Regions from separate parts of the Mus musculus genome. Here region 2 is linked to region 1. A link is a contact called in public promoter capture Hi-C data. All regions are on one chromosome and are shown on one strand. The core of a region is the stretch at or near the end of the contact, and the rest is flanking DNA. Distances in the headings are between cores, read along the strand shown.

Region 1 (3,421 bases), core at 318-2,817:
CCCTTCCTCCGACCTCCTCAGTACTGACATTACAGGCATGCATGGCCACACCCTGACGCAGCCCGCCCATCTTTGTGTTGTTCTAGCATCATGTCTCTCATTGCCAGAGCTAAGATGGTGTCTAAAAATTGCTCCCGGTTGAAGCCCAAGCAGGTAGGGCCTGCAGGGAACCATCTCTTGGTTGGAAATGCCCAGCTACCTCAGTGTTCCCTCCTCACATCCCTCATGTCTGTTCATCTCCGGGACTGTGAGATTTTAGGAAAGGCAGTCTGAGCAGTGAGGATGAGGAGCCCAGATCTAGCTGGAGTCACCTTAGTGAGGGGTCCTTCCCTGACTCACTTCCCTTCTGGGTGCCTCGTGATAGCCTTCTTTAGAGCTGGTCTCCTCCGTCTGACGGGGAGAAGGGTGTGGTCCGGGCCCCTGGAAGGGAGACTCAAGTTCCTTCTCTGCTTTAAGTTGCTCTTGGAAATGGTCCTGAAAGATGTAGGCTGACTGCCTGATTCATACATTGGTAGTAATGACAGATGGGGCCCCGAGGCCACAGATCTCATGGTCTAACCAGACCTCATCTCCAGGAAAGGAAGAGCGTTGTACTGCTAGGGTTCCTGGGATTGTGACAATTGTGACAGACAAGATGCCCACCAAGGTGCTCTTCACTCAGGCTCTGCTGGTCAGACACCAGAGCTAGAGACAGGGGGTGTGGCCTGGTTTGTCCCAGGGCTATCAGAGAGATATCTGAGGGGTGGCAGCCTTGCCTCTGGGCCCTGGAGAGTGGGTGGTCTTGTCTGTCACCAGCCAGGTCCTCTCAGTGAGGAGAGCAGACACGAGGGAAAGAAGGTATACGGGCCGATGGAGGTAGGGACAGAAGCCAGCTAGCCAGCCCTGGGAACAAAAAGAGAGTATGGAAGCCAGAGGCAGTTAGAGGAGGCCGTGGCAGAGGTGTGCTGGGCACACACAGGGTGGGGCATTGTGCCTCCTCTCCGAGTCTCACTTCACAGCACCCCCACTTCTGGCTCAGAGTATCTGTGGTCAGGATGCACACTTAATGCTGCCTCTGGGTATACTTTGATAGCCACTGTGGTCACTCAAACCTGTATGGCAAAGAGAATGGATAGCATCGAGGTGGCTAAGTGTCCCAGACAACCTGGGTGGGCAGAGCCACACCCTTGGCAATCTGACTCCAGGGGTCCCTTTTCAGAGTCTGACTTTCTAGGGTCAGGAAAACCAGACAATCTTGGATACCCGGAGTTCCCATTAACAGAGATCACAGCTTTCCTTCCAGACCCTCAGCCTGGGGAAGAAGTATAGGCCCTTGGACTCTTGATCAGGGACCATGAGTGCAGTCCCCATATAGATCCTTTAGGCAGGGGCAGGGTCTCAGTCCCTCACTCACCAGGAGCTGTAGATCTGACCAACAAGGCCAAGGTAAGAGCCAAGGCCAGGGCTGGAGCTGACAGCGGGTGTCCCGGGCCGAGAAGCATCGCGGCGGGGCTGGGTGCCTGGACTTGTAAGGCGAAGGAACAGAGCGTGCTGAATCTGGACAGCACCGAGTCGCAAGTCGCAAGTCGCAATTCAAGTCCAAAGTCGAGGGAGCAGGGCTCCTCGCACGGGCTAGGGCGCAAGGGCTGTCCAGTACTTAACTCCGGGGGCGGGGCAGGCGCCAGACCCGCGCTTAGATTTCGGGCGGGGGCTCCCTCTGTCTGCTCCCACCTCCAACTTTCTTAAAGGGGCCGTGCTGGGCTCTTGCTCCTGGTTAGGATTGAAGGACCTTTCCTGCCAAGGCAGACCCATGCCCCATTTTAAGGGTTTGGGACAATGTCTCTTAAGTCTTTAGACCCCCAGAACTCTGTGGACAGGATCTCTTGAGAACGGGAAATAAAAGTGAGAGCTGCCAGCCCTCTTCTGCCCTTGCGGTGATGTAGGGGTTTAGGTGCCTTCAAGGTCACAGGTCCCCGAGGATTCCACTAAAGCAGACCGCTAGGCAGGGCTCTGGGTTTGCCCTTCTCTTTCCACAGACTGTACATTCTCTGCCTGTAAAGACAAGAGGTCTGGATCTTGTGGTGCAGAAGCTCAGCCCTGTGGTAACACATGCTTCAAAACAACCCTGCAAGGTAGGGGCTGAGCACCCTTCCCTTCATTTTGTGGAGGAGGAGCCCAGCTCAGAATCCAAGGTCAAAGGTAGTGCCTGGCCATTTCCTGCCAGGATCCCAGGCCTCCTGACCCCCAAATCTTGGTGTTTTCACTTGCCCCACCACCTCCTGGAAATCTGGCCCTGGATTTAGCTCCTACCTAACAGCTTCAGGCTGGGGCCTTCTCCTCCTGGCTCCTTCCCAGGCAAGAGCCTGCCTAGTCCCAACCAGGAGCTGGAAAAAGCAGAGTTACTGTGGCTTTTCCCCGTGCCTGTGTTTGGCCAGCCCCAGCTGCATTGGGACCTGGCCTGGGTTTTTTCTAGGAGACGCATAGAGGAACACTCCCGTTCCTCTCTTCTTTCACGCATATCCCTCCACTGGGCTCCCTGCTGTGCCCACGTTCCACTGTGCACCCTCTTTCCAATCCTTACCCCTGAGCAGCAACAATCATAGCACAAGTCCAGCGTCTCATGACTTCTGATAGAACCGAGCCCCATTTCGATAGAGAAACTGAGGCTGAGAGGGATTAAAGGGCCTGGGTGAGTTGATCCAGGCGAGGGCAAGCCGAATCATTGAGCCCATGCTCTGTGCTCTTACTACCATGCCTGGTCTGATGTGTTCTTGATCCCAATTCTCCTACTTGACTGGCCTTTAACTACTCCTTTTTTTCCTGTGGTTCAGTTTTTCACTTACAAGTTTGAATTTATAAGCATTAAGTGTTTTAATATGTCTCAAATGCCTACCTTAGGGCCTGGCATACAGTAGGTGTTCAACTCATATCGCCTTTTCTTCTTCCTCTCTCATTCTGCACATCCCAGTACTTCACGGTTTGTATACAACTACTGCACATCCTCCCCTTGATGGAGGGTCTTCTGTGAACCTTTGACTTTCCCCTCCGTAGGCAGTTGCATACAGTAGGTGTTCAATAAGTACCTGTTAAGGTGGACTAAGAAGCTGATTGTTGCTATTCTATGGGGACTTAGACAGACTTAGGAACTATCCAGGCACCCTGGGGAACCTGACACAGTGAGCCTATGCCTTGTTTCTTGTTTTCCTTCTTCTGAGTCAGCACAACACTTGGTCCTCATTAAGGGCCAATTACTGTCCAAATATGGATCCAGGGTTTGGGAGGGGAGGCTTCTTGGAAGGTTGGGGAAGAAGAGTTCTCTCTTTAAGAATGAGAGGGAGGGGAAATGTTTGTCTTTTTATGAATTGGGAACTAGAGAGGAGACGTGCACCATCCCATACCGCCCATCTTCTGGCATCTTGCTCGGCCCCTACCCACAGATTTA
Region 2 (3,079 bases), core at 51-2,550, 130 kb before region 1:
AGCCTGGGAAAGCAGAATAGGGAGGTCAAGGCCAGGGACTTGGGGAGCTAGAAAAGGAACAGATCTTTCAGGATCTGTCCAAGTAGGCCCGTCACAGCAGTCTGAAAGCCTGAAGGGCTCCTTTGAGAATCTGGGCCACCTCTTTACCAGCGCTACCTCCCCCCATCTTGGGAACGGAGACAACCACCTAGGAATCCTCCCCCCAAATGGCTTTCCTTGCCCTTGAAAACAACGGACCCTCGAGAAAAAAAAAAAAAAATGCAAACGCTTCCAGAGAGTAGAAGGGCCTGGGACAAGGTGTCCTGCAGTCATCCAGTGGGGAGCCCGCCCCAGTTCGAGGAACTTTAATATTCATTGAAATGGAGCAGCACGGACCCCCCCCCCCCCGGAAGTCTCGAAGCATAAGAATCTCAGAGCCAGGGGTCCCACGGCTCCGGGGCTGGGCTGGGCGATGGCCTGGGGCGCGGTCTCCGGCCCGGGGAGGCCAGCCCGCAGGCCTGAAATGCGAGCAGGAGCCGCTGAGGGCCCGGGGCGAGGAGCGCAGCCCGGCGAACAGAGGCCGGCCTAGGCCTCGGAGGCTCGGACACACCCACCGCTGCAGCGGCGCTTACCTGCTCCTCCTCGGGGGTCAGCTCCGGCGCCATGTCCGGCCGGGGCGCGGTCGCCGGCTCCATCCCGCCGCCGCCGGGGCAGGTCTGGTGGGCGAGCGCCAGAACCCGCTGCACTCGCGCTCCGCTTCTGTGGCCCGGCGCCTCAGCAGCTCTCGGTCGGCTCGCGCATGGTGCGAGCGCCCGGCGCCCGCGGCGGCTGCCAACGCCGCTCCTGCTGGCCGGGGAGAGCCCGCTGTCGCTCCCCGCGGAGAGGAAATGCCTCCTGTTTGCTTCACTCCTTTCCTCACGCCACCCCTCCTGTCCTGAGGAGGAGAAAGTGCGGGCGAGGAACTAACAGCAGTTCGAGGTCTGCTTGGCTTTCTTTCTTTTTTAGGAGTCCACAACTTTTACAGCCACCGCGAAGGCGCCTGGCGGGAGTTGGAGGCCGTCGGCCTTCCGAGCCGCTTAACCCCCGGGGCAGAGCTCGCCGGCGCCTCGAGACCGCCCAGCCCGGGCGTCCACGGGGATGCGGGCCCTGCGAACTGCTCCGTGGCCTCGCGGCCCAGTTCCTCAAAAGCCGCCGCGGAGACAGGGAGGGCGGGCGCGAGCGAGCGAGGAAAAGGCGTCCCCCTCCCGGCTCAGGGCCAGCGCTGCGGCCTGCGCCGCGTCCGCCCGAGCCCCCCACGGCTCCATTGAGAAACTGAGCATCTCATTCACAAACAGGAGCCGGGGAGGGCCGGGCCGGACGGGGACGTTGTCCGAGAGGGGGAGACAGAGAGGAGCTGGGAGGAGGGGAGGCTGAGCGGAACGGAGCGGCGCGGCGGGGGAGGGGCTGCGGGGACGAGAGGCGACTCCCCTACGGGAGCGGGAGGGAGACGCGACTGGGAGTTAAAAGAATCCAAAACTGCGCGAGGACCGGTGCCCTTCCCGGTATTCACGGGCGGCTTCTACCTATTCGTGGTAGGGTCTGAAAGGTTGCCTGTGAGGTCCAAGATGCCTCGGATCTGACAGATAAGCAAGGGCCGCATTTCTTTGCTCAATGAATGTATCCTGTAGTCCAGCATCATTGTAGCTAATTGTAATCGGGTACAAAGAGAGAGTGAGGAAGAGACAGAGAGAGACATCCTGTTTCAGAATTCATTCAGGAAGCCCACAGCCTTTGCAAATGCATGATTTTACTCTAGGGTAAACAGCAGAGTCTGGGTCTCTCAGGATAGGAGCATTGAGAAGGCAGGGCTGGGCCTACTGTGATTTTTTTTATCATGTTAGACCAAAGATAAGTATTCTAGAAGGATTTCAAGAAATCGGAGTGCCACAACTAGTCCCCCCAGGACTGAAGTCCAGAAAGAACCAGGGGATGGGTCTTCGGAAAAGAAAATGCTATAGGTTTTGATGCCCATCTTGGAGAACTTTTTAAAAAATAAATTATATATATTCTTAACTCCATTTTGGCACCAGTGCAATAGCAGCTTCAGGGTTACCTCTGCTAAGTTTTTTCCTTTGTGTGTGTGGAGGGTCAGGGGGCCAGGAAAGACAGAGTTTTGAGAAAGGATCTCTATGTACCCCTGGCTGTCCCAAAATTGGCTGTGTAGACCAAGCTGGCCTTGAACTCACAGAGATCTGCCTCTTGAGTGAAGGAATTAAAGGCATGTCCATGCCTCCTTGCCCCTCAACTATGTTAGTTTGTCTTTTGCCACCAGTAAAATGAACTCTACGCTGAACTCAGGAACCTACTCAGGAGTTGGTTTCAGTATTGAAACTGGAAGACAGTCTATAACAAGTCTATCTGCACACCAGACACTGCACTATGCACTGGAGTTAAAATAAGACAGTATAAGATAATGGAAGATGTATCAGGAAGTAAAATAATGAAGACACTCAGGGACTCGCGTGATGGGTCAGTGGTTAAGAATACTGGCTGACCTTGGAGTGGATCTGGGTTCAATTCTAGTACCCACGTGGTAGTATAGAACTTTTAAGGAGCATGTGATGTATAAACATACATCAGGAAAAAAAAAACACCCATACATGTTGTACTGGCTAGTTTTGTGTCAACTTGACACAGCTGGAGTTATCACAGAGAAAGGACCTTCAGTTGAGGAAATGCCTCCATGAGATCCAACTGTAAGGCATTTTCTCAATTAGTGATCAAGGGGGAAAGGCCCCTTGTGGGTAGGACCATCTCTGGGCTGGTAGTCTTGGGTTTTATAAGAGAGCAGGCTGAGCAAGCCAGGGGAGGCAAGCCAGTAAAGAACATCCCTCCATGGCCTCTGCATCAGCTCCTGCTTTCTGACCTGCTTGAGTTCCAGTCCTGCATCCTTTGGTGACCAACAGCAGTATGGAAATGTAAGCCGAATAAACCCTTTCCTCCCCAACTTGCTTCTTGGTCATGATGTTTGTGCAGGAATAGAAACCCTGACTAAGACAAATTGGTACCAGCAGAGTGGGGTATTCCTGTGACAATCTGACCATGTTTTGGGGAGGACTGT

Evidence for each region. Promoter capture Hi-C pulls out the DNA fragments that hold promoters and counts their contacts.
Region 2: a contact with region 1 is called in a promoter capture Hi-C map of stem cell-derived epiblast-like cells, with 2.4 times the contacts expected there. The contact joins the promoter of Ptpn9 here to the promoter of Cspg4 in region 1. A contact is called at or near these places in 11 of 39 promoter capture datasets (cranial neural crest, embryonic stem cells, hippocampal neurons and 5 more), 1 of 484 Hi-C or Micro-C datasets (nephron progenitors) and 1 of 9 other capture datasets (adipose tissue).

What each region holds. Positions count from the first base shown.
Region 1 is chr9:56,863,250-56,866,670 of GRCm38.p6, reverse strand. Cspg4 (chondroitin sulfate proteoglycan 4) reads right to left here and starts at 1,567. Exons shown (of 10, transcript NM_139001.2): 1 at 1,394-1,567. The coding sequence starts at 1,481.
Region 2 is chr9:56,993,189-56,996,267 of GRCm38.p6, reverse strand. It overlaps Ptpn9 (protein tyrosine phosphatase, non-receptor type 9), which reads right to left and starts at 1,300. Exons shown (of 13, transcript NM_019651.2): 1 at 612-1,300. The coding sequence starts at 674.